2 separate regions of the Capra hircus genome follow, and region 1 is linked to region 2. Evidence: chromatin contacts called from public Hi-C data. All regions are on one chromosome and are shown on one strand. The core of a region is the stretch at or near the end of the contact, and the rest is flanking DNA. Distances in the headings are between cores, read along the strand shown. Region 1 overlaps GMDS (GDP-mannose 4,6 dehydratase). Region 2 holds the start of FOXC1 (forkhead box protein C1).

Region 1 (5,565 bases), core at 2,858-5,357, 330 kb after region 2:
CAAAAATATGGTTTTGAAAAAAGACTGACGTTTTCATCCTCAGCTTTTCTTACACCTAACGTTTATTTTAGACAAGGCGTGGCTAATGCCGACAGGCATAGCAGCATGGCAAAGACCTGTCATATCATCGTAGAATTTTAGGGTGGAAAAGATTTCAGAGAGCACCTAAGCTAACCCTCAGTCTCCAAAGCCTCATACCCCATTTCACAGATGTGCAAACTGAGGCCCAGAGAAGTTACAGGTTTGGTTTCTGAATTCTGCTTTTCATGACTAAAAACACTCCATCCAGCCTAAGTCCTTCTGTTTCTCATCATGGAAAAAAAAAAAAAAAACCCTGTGCTAGTATTTAGGATGTTTTACATTTCAATAGATTGATCACAAACATAAGATCAATGAGGCTTAAATCGTAAAATAATTATATAGTTAAAGCTGGGCTAAATAAATACGCATCTATAAATTTTCAATATAGTGAAATCCTGTTATCTTTCAGATTCATCACAAATTTCTAAGAGATAAACAACAAATTTTCAGCCAATAACTATGTTTTCTTACTGTTTTAATTGTCCCGACAATCAGTACTGCCCTCATTGCAGCGCTATTTCATGAGCATGTCTGCACATGCAATAAACTATCCTGTCTAATTCTGTGAAGATCCACTGATGAAGGCCTGAACTCTCCATACAACTTGTATGAAGTACAGAGTCTTCATGACGGGTCTGACGGCTGCAACAATCATGTCTTCCGTTTAACACAGATGGAGACTGCAAATAACAGTGACAGCAATAGGATCTGCAAAACTGAGAAATCACGGCTCTACACACAGCGCCGGGTCCCAGGACAGACACCAGGCAGACAGACAGCCCGTGAGCGCCACGCCAGCGCCTGGGAGGAGGCCGCGAGGCCGTGGGGGTGAGGAGGCGCCCGGAAGCACAGGTGGGCCTGTACCCCTGCCCTTCGCTGCCGTGGTCTTACACAGAGAACTGTGATTGTCATCCCTGTGAAAGCTCTCAACTGCATCAGCAATTGCAAAACAATGAGTAAGCTGAGTCAAAACGCTTTGTAAACTTCCATTTTATTATGAAAAAATATAAAATTAACTTGCAATGCTTCTATTAAATATTTCATGAGCATATGAGCTGACTTTGAGATTTCTTTTCTTTTTAAGTGTGTCAAAATTCTAGTGAAATGCTTTTACTAAAAGCAGTAAATGCAATTTATGCTATATTATAAATAATGAATTTTCATGGTTTGAAATTTATCAATAAAATCTCTGACCAGAAAACTGCATGACCACGATGCTCATGTTGTTGAAACGCACATTTTCCTAAATGACGTATCTGTGCACACTCTTTCAGAATCAGGACGGCAGAGTACGTTTGAAAACAGAGAAAGAAAATTCAACAAAGCCTGTCAAAAGAGAAAGCGGGAGAAAAAACTGGCAAGCTAATAGTTTACACCTTAGAGACTTCTCAAACGGTATTATGGATTAGTCTCTGGGTCCTGTGCAAGACTCATCATAATAAAAGGTGTTCAACTGGAGAAGTGGAACCCTTGAGAGGAAACCGAGAGAGAAGGAAGCAGGCAGAGAAACAAACTGGAGACATGAAAGAGCCCCCACATCAAATCCTCAAAGAACACAGTTAGGAACGCAAGCGTTCAATCCAAAAATAAGGTGCAACCTGTAAAAAAGAAGAAGGAGTTTTTAAAAGGATAAATTTGCAGCCAAAACTGGACTTTGGGCATTTAAATTTACTAAATTATCCACAGATAATGAGTACTTCACGAAGAACAATAGTTACGTGAGAAAGTATGCTTTAGGATTAAAGTCTCTCTTGTCTATCAATATAAACAATTTTAAAATGCTTACATATTTTAAAATATATCAGATTTTTTAAAAGCACAGTTTAGGCATAGTCAGAATGAAAAGCTAAGCATTAAAAGAACAAATATTTTTACAGTATAATCCTAAACAGTGTACGCCATTTTACTGATCAACTGAAATGCCACCTAGTTAATTATACAGAAGATAACACAATTAAAAACAAATACTCAAGAGAAGCAGTACAAAAGCTATCATTATATTATAGTACAAACTTTCAAATATCTAAGGTTTTGTAAGAGTCATTTTACAAATGTAAAACCATTATGAATTATAATTAGTTATGATTTCAATAAAATTTTAAAAAACCTCTATCACTCATATAAAATCTGTTTCTCTATTTTGAAAGTACATCAAAAATTATTTATAGAGAGCCTCTTTTCTAAAATCCATCTGAAAAACTGTAAGCAAACTGGAAATTTTTAATTGTTCTACATTTAATTATTTGCACAAAATATTCACAATATTTTATCAAGGAAAACTAATGTGCTGATGCTAACCTAAAAATATATATATACAGGTTTAAAAAGTTTTAAAACAGTGTTATTCTGTGCAATTTGCCTACTCTAGACACGATTCTTAGAAATCAAGTAGTCAGAGGAAGTGGAGTTTGCAATAGTGTCCTTTTTTTTGAAAAAGGTCACATAGATAATCTGCCAGGTACTCTCCCACCAAGAAAAAGCACATGCTTTAAATCTAGTGATGGCCGCAGAGGGACAAACGTGTAAGATAAACTGTACAGGCACCTGCAAATCATATTATATTCCGGCCAAAAGCTGTCTGCAAACAGTACACGTCGATCTGAAACAAATCGTATACACTCCTAGCTAAATCTAAAACAAATGCATTTGATACACTGATAATGATTTATAAAGAAATTTATATACAGTTGTAACTAATTCAAACAACATAGACTTTGATGTTAAGGACTGTAAGGTGGTGAAAGTTTCATCTTATAAAATTCCATTTAATTAAATTGAAAGCTCACAAAATACTAAAATAATTACATGTTTAGGATCAAACTCAAATCTGGATTAGTTCAAATGTTTCTTAGTTCTTACATTTACGGAGCTCACACTGTGAAAACAGTGAGAATAACGCAGACCGAGCTGTGCAAAGTGGAGTTAACACAATGGCTTGCTGAACTCGAAAAACCAGAGCCCAGGTGTCAGCGTGGATCCTCTTGCCCTACCGACGTGTGACAGGGTAGAACCCCTTCATCACTAGCAAGTAACAAGCGGCAGCTTTGTTAGAGCAGCTCCGAGGCCGTGGCGGTGCCCAGCGTGGGCCTGGCCTGTCGGCCACAGCCGTCCCCAGTGCAGCAGCTACGCTCAAGTGAGCCTTCGTGAAGGCTGAGAAATAAATTATATTAAGTGCTGCATTTTGAACCTAGAAATGAGGGAAGGGGCTGTTAAGATATCAAATTTACTAAAAAAATAATTATGTGAGAAATAAGTTGCTGTCACAGAGAGACTTGCCAGGCTCATGGTGTCGGAGCGGGTGGTCACACACACCTTTGGGATCAGTGTTGTGACACGGAGATGAGGCTGGGGGGCTAGTGCGCCTGGGGCAGAGGGGAGAACAGGGAGGCACGCAGGCGGCTTCCTGGACAGCCGACCGTCGGTGCTCCGAGGAGCCCTTCCGATGCCCACGAGGAGCAAGCCGCCGGCCTGATTCAGCAGCTCAGGACGCGCCCCAGACTGCTCTTTTATAACCTGCTTCCACGTCTCACATTTCTAATGAGCACAGCTTCACTTCTGCAGACCCTCCTGCCCGTGCTCTAACCAAACTCAAATCTGAAACTTGAAAACTACCTTGGAAATTTGTGGGCAGCCACAGAAAGGCCCCGGAGAAGCAGACACATATTACATGTTAATTGTAAGGATGAGTGTCACCTATTATGGCGATGATGTCATTATTGAGGAATGCTAATTAAGACATTAGATGACTTGCTGATTGCAGACGCATTCTGAAGGAATCTATTTGTCCTCGTCTGCTGAACAGCAGATCCAGCGAGGGGACGGAGCCGTAAGAGACTGCAGTTCCCGTTTCTGAAACGCTGCCTTTGAGTGAACGTTCCCATGGACTGTTTGCCTGATTTCTGGGCTGACACTTCCTCCTGGGAACCGGCTCGACTGAGCAGGCGGCGGGCTGTCCCTGGCCGCGCTGCTGGGTCTGGTCTCTCCTTGGCTGTCCCCGCCTGCCACCCCAAGCCCTCGGCCGGCTCTGGGCCGTGACGTGCCTGTTGTCTTAGCCGAGTCCTGTCGTCTTCCAGGACTGCGTGCCCTACCTTCAAAGATTAAGCCTTCCCACGTGGGATCTGTCCAGACAGCCAGTGTATCGCCGCTTCTCACGGCCTTCTGCACCCTCCTACACCCTGGCGTTATCAGCGGTGGCTTTCTTTCCTATTTTGCGTCTAACTACAGGACACAGGCGCCCGGGCTGATGGGAGCCGGTTCTCACTGTCATTCCCATCTGTCCTAACTGCCAGGCTGACTTCCGCAGTCTGCGACACTCTGCCGCCATCTATGTGCAGAGACGGGCACAGCACCGCCCACCCCCTCAGCTCCCCTTGCTCCAGAAACAACCCTGTTTCTGATCCGGACAGATGAGAAGGGAAGCTTCAGGAATAATCCGCTTTCCCACAAAAAAAAAATGTAGCAGCTTCCCAGGAACCTCTACTTACTTCTCTGTGAAGCAACCTTCTTAAACTAGAAGAGGACTAAAATGCGTTATTTAACCCAAACCAAAACCACAGTCTTTTCCATTACTGCTGTTGACAAATTTTAGCAAAAATGGCCACTTCCACAGCATCATGACAGAAAAAGAAGAGGTGACAGGAAGTTGAAGCTTTAAGTCACAAACAATTGCAATAAAAATAATTTTGCAAAACTGCCAAATGATATGGTCACTTTTGTAATATTAATATTTAATATAAAGGAAATGTAAACAAACCAGATTTTAAAAGTATCTACTCACATTATTTCAACTAGCAACAGCACAGATATAATCACCTAGTCTTTATCAAATGCCCAAATGCTTTCTTTCTAGGGAAGACAGAGAAACATGTCAGAATCCTAGACAGCCCTCAGCCTTTCCTAAGGTGTGGACTACACAGGCTCTGAAGTGTCCCAGTAGATGTCAACATCAAAAAAGCAAACAAACAAGAAAACCACTCCAGGGTGAGTCATTCAAGATCCTCAAGCAAAACAAACAAAAAAACACACAAAACCTTTCCTCTACTGAGCTTTTAAACAATAATTAATCTACTCAGTAAAGGCAGACACTGGTGTTTCCGATCAGGACTAGCGAGGTTGTCAATAGTCCTAGAGAACAAGCCTCAGAGGTTTAGCTTGTCAACACTACTGATTTCTGAAAGACTTTTTACTGATACAACAACTGGCGCCAGTGACATGCACAGGGGAGGGAGGGAAAGGAGACTCGGAGAGAAGGTGAGCCCTGATTCACCCAACACCACCAGGAGCGCACCCCGGCCGCCCCCACAGTGACCTTCCATTCACGGCGGCTGCACAACTGCTGTCAGCAAACACGTCGTCCAGCAAGCGCCCCCCTTAATCACCAACACGCTGACCGTGCACAGGGCTCCCTGCTGGCTCAGCTGGTAAAGAACTCGCCTGCAGCGCAGGAGACCCCAGGTGGATTCTCGGGTCAGGAAGATCCCCTAG
Region 2 (5,853 bases), core at 2,246-4,745:
CCGCTGAGCCAGCCGGATCCGCTGGACACTGGTCGGAGGGGCCTGCTTGTGTCTGGGGAGGATCACTGTCCAGGGCTGGGGGGGCAGGGGCGGCGCTGGAAAGTTCCCAAGGGGGTCTCTTGAGGACAATGCCAGGAACTTGGGCTGAACTCACAGCCCCTTGGGAATTCTTTTCTGGGCCGAGGATCCCTGCCCCCTCCCGGATCCCTATTCCCTTTATCACGATATGAAAAGAAGCTACCCCCCCCAGTTCCTGGTGCCCGGCGGGGGTCACCCCTCCCTCTCTTCCTGCGGTGTCACCGGGTCCCAGTTGGGCATTTCCTGCAGGGCCCGCCCCTCTCCCTTCCTCACGCTCTTCCAGCGGAGGGCTCGGGGGAATCCTGTTTTGGGGAAGGCTGTGACACCCCTCCTCAGAGCTAAGACCCCATCGAGGGGCCCAGGAATTGTGACGCCCCCACCCTCTCCGCCGGCTGGTCAGGGAATGGATGGGGCCAGGAAGGTCAGCGACCATCCGAGGAAACACATCCATTACCGATCGCTGTCGCCCTCGGACCTTCAGGTCGCAGCCGCGGGGTGTCAAAAACAGCGAAGGTTTCCTGCGAAGGCATTTCTGCCAGTTAAGGTCGTGGGGACAGTGACTGAACTATATGCAAGGGGCATCAGAAACCCTAACCGAAATTAAAAACCTCACCCCATTCCCTGAAGACTTCATTTCTGCGCCTTCGTGTCCACATACCACCACCACCGACAATAATAACAGAAGTCAAGTACTTGAAATACAATCAAGCCGTTTAGTGGAGGTTTGCTTCCGAGGAAGCTTATAAAACACAAACGCAAATATCTTTTCCTGGCGAATATCCAGAGCGCGACCAGGGGAAAGTTGATCTTCGTAAACTGCACCCTCCTTTTCCCCCCGCGCGCCAGAAACTCATTTCACAACGGCCACTTTCATCCCCAAAGCGGCCCAGCAAGGCTGGCTGTCGGATTTGCAGTTTACGTAAGGAGCTCTTTCCACCTCTCGGGCCTCGGAGCCGGGAGCAGAGAGGCCGCGCGGGCCGGGCAGCGCGCACCACGTCTCCCGCGCGAGCCGCGAGCCCCCGCGCCGGGAAACCGGCGAGTGTCCATGGCCGCGTTGATGCCCGCGCGCCGAGAGCCGTGGAAACGCAGTTTAAAGGCCGAAGTCGCCAGAGGCCGAGGCATTCGGAGCGACCGCTGACTTCCTCGGCCTCTAGGCTGCTCCGAAGCCGGGGCGCCTACAAGGCCTCGGTCAAGGCAGCGGATTCCGGGGAGATGCGGGCGGGTGCTGGACACCAACGCACTGTTCGCTGCTCCTCCCTCCCCACCGGGTGTTCAGGAGCACCGAGCCTCTGCCCGTAACTCAGGGTTTCGCGGCGGCGGAGACGCGGCCTGGTGGGTGCCCGGGAAGCAGGCCGGAGCGGCCCAGGCGCTCTGCAGGCCGCGCGGCGCCGGGAGCCGGGCTTCGGGAGGTACCGCCTGCTCGGGAGGAGCAGATACCGCAGATTCTCCACGTCAGGGTCCACTCGGAAACCCAACAGTTTAACACCGCACAGGCCGGCGCCCTGACACTCAGCGCAGCTGTGGCTGGGGCTGTGGAGGAAGCCAGACTGGAGCCGGGAAGCCCAAGGGCTCCCTACACGTCCTCGCAGTTCCAGACTGTCCGAACCGGGGTGGAGGCGTGAGGGGCGCCCAGCGGCGCTTCAGAGCCCCCGAGGCGCGCAGTTCCTCAGGAGAGGGCCCGGAGGGCCGCTCCGTGTTGGCCGAAGTGCAGAAAGCCCCGCAGGCCCAGAGGCCGGCTCCTTCCTGCCCTCCATCCCAGACCCCAGAAGCCGCAAGTCTAGGGTCCGCCGGACCCTCAGAAGGCCCTGCAGGTGCGATTCTGAACGCCACCCCCCACCCCCACCCCCCATCAACCCGTTGGCTCTGCAAGCGGCAGCCACGCGGGGCGGGGAGGGAGGTGGCCGTCTTTACCCGTCACCCGCTCTCATCACTGAGTTCGCAGCCCGAATCCTCCTTTAGGAGGCCCTGTCCGCGAACCCCTAGAGGAGCCCAGGGACGCCCAGGCTCCAGGAGAGCGCTCTGCAGACCCCCATCGCCAACGCGGCCCCAAGCTCTTGGCAAGGCCCCATGTCCCCCTCCCTTGTTTCTACTGGGGAGGGGTCGCGGAAGCAGCACAGTTCCCGCTGGCCCTGCTTTCGGACTCAGAACTGTGCCTTTTTGTAACCCTGCTCTGGACTGGAGAACTTCCAGGTGGGGGGGACTGGGGACTTCTGGGAAGGAGGGAGACTGGTGACCAGGAGTGGAGAAGAGGGGAGGAGAGTGGAGGGGAGGGGAGGGGAGAATAGGGGAGGGGAAGGGAGAATAGGGGAGGGGAGGGGAGAATAAGGGAGGGGAGGGGAGAATAGGGGAGGGGAGAGCAGGGGAGAGGAAGGGAGAATAGGGGGAGGGGAAGGGAGGGGAGAATGGGGGAGGGTGGGGGAGCGGAGAATGGGGAGGGTGGGGAGGGGAGAATGGGGAGGGTGGGGGAGGGGGAGTGTGGGGGGAACAGGGGAGAATAGCAGAGGGGGGACAGATGGTGGAGAGTAGGTTTGAGGGAGTATGGAGGAGTAGCGGAGGGGAAAGAAGTGAGGGGGAGGGGAAGGGGGAGAAGAAGCAGGGGAGGGGGAGGGGAGCGGGAAGGGGGAGGGGAGGGGAGCGGGGCGCCGGGTGGGCGAGGAGGGGCGGGGAGGGTGCGCGAATGGGACAGTCGGGGCCCCAGGGCGCAGGGACATCCGGGAGCAGCGGACGAGGAAGGGTCTGCGCGGGGACCGGAGGGCCCGGCCGGGCCGCGGGAACAATGGGCGTCCAGCGCGGGGCCCGGGGCGGGGAAAGCGCCCGGCGCGGGCGGCGGGCGCGGGGGCCCACGGCCGAGGGCGCCGGCGCGGGCGCGGGCAGGGGCGCGGGCGCGGGGCCGGCGGGCCGGCGCGCGTGTGGTCAGCCCGCGGTCCTCCGCGGCGGGGCGCGGGCCGGCCCGCTCGGCCTCGGGCTCCTTCGGAGGCGTTCCCGCCTCCCATTGGCCGCCGCCGCCGGGACGGGGCGGGGCCCCGCGGCCCGGAAAAAATGTAACTGCGTAAAAAAGTCCTCGCCTGGGTGACGGATGCTCAAAAGTTCAGGAGTTTTCCCCATGCTTCCTTAAGCGGCCGGCGCGCGAGAGCCTGAGAAAGGTGACGCGGCCCGGGCCGGGGCCGGCGCGCTGCCCCCGCCCGCTCCTCTGGCCGCCCCGCCGGCGGCTGGGGCTCAGCCTCCGCGAGGCGCAGGCGGCGCGGCGGGCCGGGCTTCGGCTTGTTTTCCAGCCCGGGCTCCGCGCTCCCGCTCCCGCCGGGAAGCCGCGGCGCGCGATCCAGGCCGTCGGCCGCGTCCTCGTCCGGCCCTCTCTGCCGGCCCGAGGCGCCCCGGAGCCGGGCGCGCGCAGAGGCGGCGGCGGCCCGGCACCGGCCCGCGGGCCCGGACTCGGACTGGGCGGCCGGCCCGGAGAGGGCGGGGGGCGGCGGCGGCGGCGGCGGCGGCGGCGAGCGGGGCCATGCAGGCGCGCTACTCCGTGTCCAGCCCCAACTCCCTGGGAGTGGTGCCCTACCTCGGCGGCGAGCAGAGCTACTACCGCGCGGCGGCGGCGGCAGCGGGGGGCGGCTACACGGCCATGCCGGCCCCCATGAGCGTGTACTCGCACCCGGCGCACGCTGAGCAGTACCCGGGCGGCATGGCCCGCGCCTACGGGCCCTACACGCCGCAGCCGCAGCCCAAAGACATGGTGAAGCCGCCCTACAGCTACATCGCGCTCATCACCATGGCCATCCAGAACGCGCCGGACAAGAAGATCACCCTGAACGGCATCTACCAGTTCATCATGGACCGCTTCCCCTTCTACCGCGACAACAAGCAGGGCTGGCAGAACAGCATCCGCCACAACCTCTCGCTCAACGAGTGCTTCGTCAAGGTGCCGCGCGACGACAAGAAGCCGGGCAAGGGCAGCTACTGGACGCTCGACCCGGACTCCTACAACATGTTCGAGAACGGCAGCTTCCTGCGGCGGCGGCGGCGCTTCAAGAAGAAGGACGCCGTGAAGGACAAGGAGGAGAAAGACCGGCTGCACCTCAAGGAGCCGCCGCCACCGCCGCCGCCGCCGCCGCCGCCGCCGCCGACGGCCGGCCGCCAGCCCGCGCCCGCGCCCCCCGAGCAGGCCGACGGCGCGCCGCCCGGGGCGCAGCCCCCGCCCGTGCGCATCCAGGACATCAAGACCGAGAACGGTACGTGCCCCTCGCCGCCCCAGCCCCTGTCCCCGGCCGCCGCCCTGGGCAGCGGCAGCAGCGGCGCCGCCGCGGTGCCCAAAATCGAAAGCCCCGACAGCAGCAGCAGCAGCCTGTCCAGCGGGGGCAGCCCCCCCGGCGGCCTGCCGGCGGCGCGGCCGCTGAGCCTGGACGGCGCGGAGCCCGGCCCGCCGCCCGCGCCCGCGCCCGCGCACAGCCAGGGCTTCAGCGTGGACAACATCATGACGTCGCTGCGGGGGTCGCCGCAGGGCGCGGCCGCCGAGCTGGGATCCGGCCTCCTGGCCCCGGCCGCCGCGTCCTCGCGCGCGGGCCTCGCGCCTCCGCTGGCGCTCGGCGCCTACTCGCCAGGCCAGAGCTCGCTGTACGGCTCGCCCTGCAGCCAGAGCCCCGGCGCGGGCGGCGCGGGCGGCGCGGGCGGCGGCGGCGGCGGCGGGGCGGGGGGCCCCGGGACCTACCACTGTAACCTGCAGGCCATGAGCCTGTACGCGGCGGGGGAGCGCGGCGGCCACGTGCAGGGCGCTCCCGCGGGCGCCGGAGGCTCCTCGGTGGACGACCCTCTGCCCGACTACTCCCTGCCCCCGGCCACCAGCAGCAGCTCCTCGTCCCTGGGCCACGGCGGCGGCGGCGGCGGCCAGGAGGCCGGCCACCACCCCGCGGCCCACCAAGGCCGCCTGGCCTCGTGGTACCTGAACCAGGCGGGCGGGGACCTGGGCCACCTGGCCAGCGCGGCGGCGGCGGCCGCGGGCTACCCGGGCCAGCAGCAGAACTTCCACTCGGTGCGGGAGATGTTTGAGTCGCAGCGGATCGGCCTGAACAACTCGCCGGTAAACGGGAACAGCAGCTGTCAGATGGCCTTTCCTTCCGGCCAGTCCCTGTACCGTACGTCCGGGGCCTTCGTCTACGACTGCAGCAAGTTCTGACCGCCCGCCTCCGCCCCGCCTGCCTCCCAGCCGGACCGAACCGAACCGAACCCCGGAGCAGGAGCAGCCAAAAGGACCCTCAGCGCAAAAGTGAAACCAAAAACCCAGTCCGTGAAACGTCCACCAAACTAGCAAACAGAAGCCCTCCACACTTTCGAGTCACCAGCACGAAGAAAAGGCTTTCTTCTCTTAGAAGATGGATTCGGAGCCACCTCCACTTTGCTTTATCTAAACAAACAGAACCGTAAAACTGTTTTGTACAGAGACAGCAGAGTCATGGTTTGTTAAAGGGCAGTGTTTCTCCAGATAACACGTAAGTTTCTTCCTCTTTTCAGAGAACACCTCTCCTCCTCCTGCCCCGTCCCTTGCCCTCTCACCTGTAAGATATTTTTATCCTCTATTGGAAGGAGGGAGGAAGTCCCCCATATGTGGAGATGGCTTTCTTATTATTCTTGGACTTGTTTTAAAATGTAAATTGCAACATAGTAATTTATTTTTGATTTGTAGTTGGATGTCCGTGGACCAAACGCCAGAAAGTGTTTCCAAAACCTGACGTTAAATTGCCTGAAACTTTAAATTGTGCTTTTTTGATTATGAAAAGGGAAACTGTA

Evidence for each region. A called contact is a pair of places that touch in the nucleus more often than the background predicts.
Region 1: a contact with region 2 is called in a Hi-C map of liver, with 5 times the contacts expected there. The contact joins the enhancer-like site here to the promoter of FOXC1 in region 2. A contact is called at or near these places in 2 of 5 Hi-C or Micro-C datasets (blood and liver).

What each region holds. Positions count from the first base shown.
Region 1 is chr23:1,110,359-1,115,923 of ARS1.2, forward strand. All of the region lies in intron 4 of GMDS (GDP-mannose 4,6 dehydratase), which reads right to left. Among named protein-coding and RNA genes, the nearest start is that of GMDS, 100 kb to the right of the region's middle. Within about 2 kb of position 4,108, at least 4 of the 5 cell types and tissues checked have an H3K27ac peak or open chromatin away from gene starts, as enhancers often do.
Region 2 is chr23:777,089-782,941 of ARS1.2, forward strand. FOXC1 (forkhead box protein C1) reads left to right here and starts at 3,496. Exons shown (of 2, transcript XM_013974207.2): 1 at 3,496-5,555; 2 at 5,750-5,853. The coding sequence starts at 3,578. The coding sequence ends at 5,242.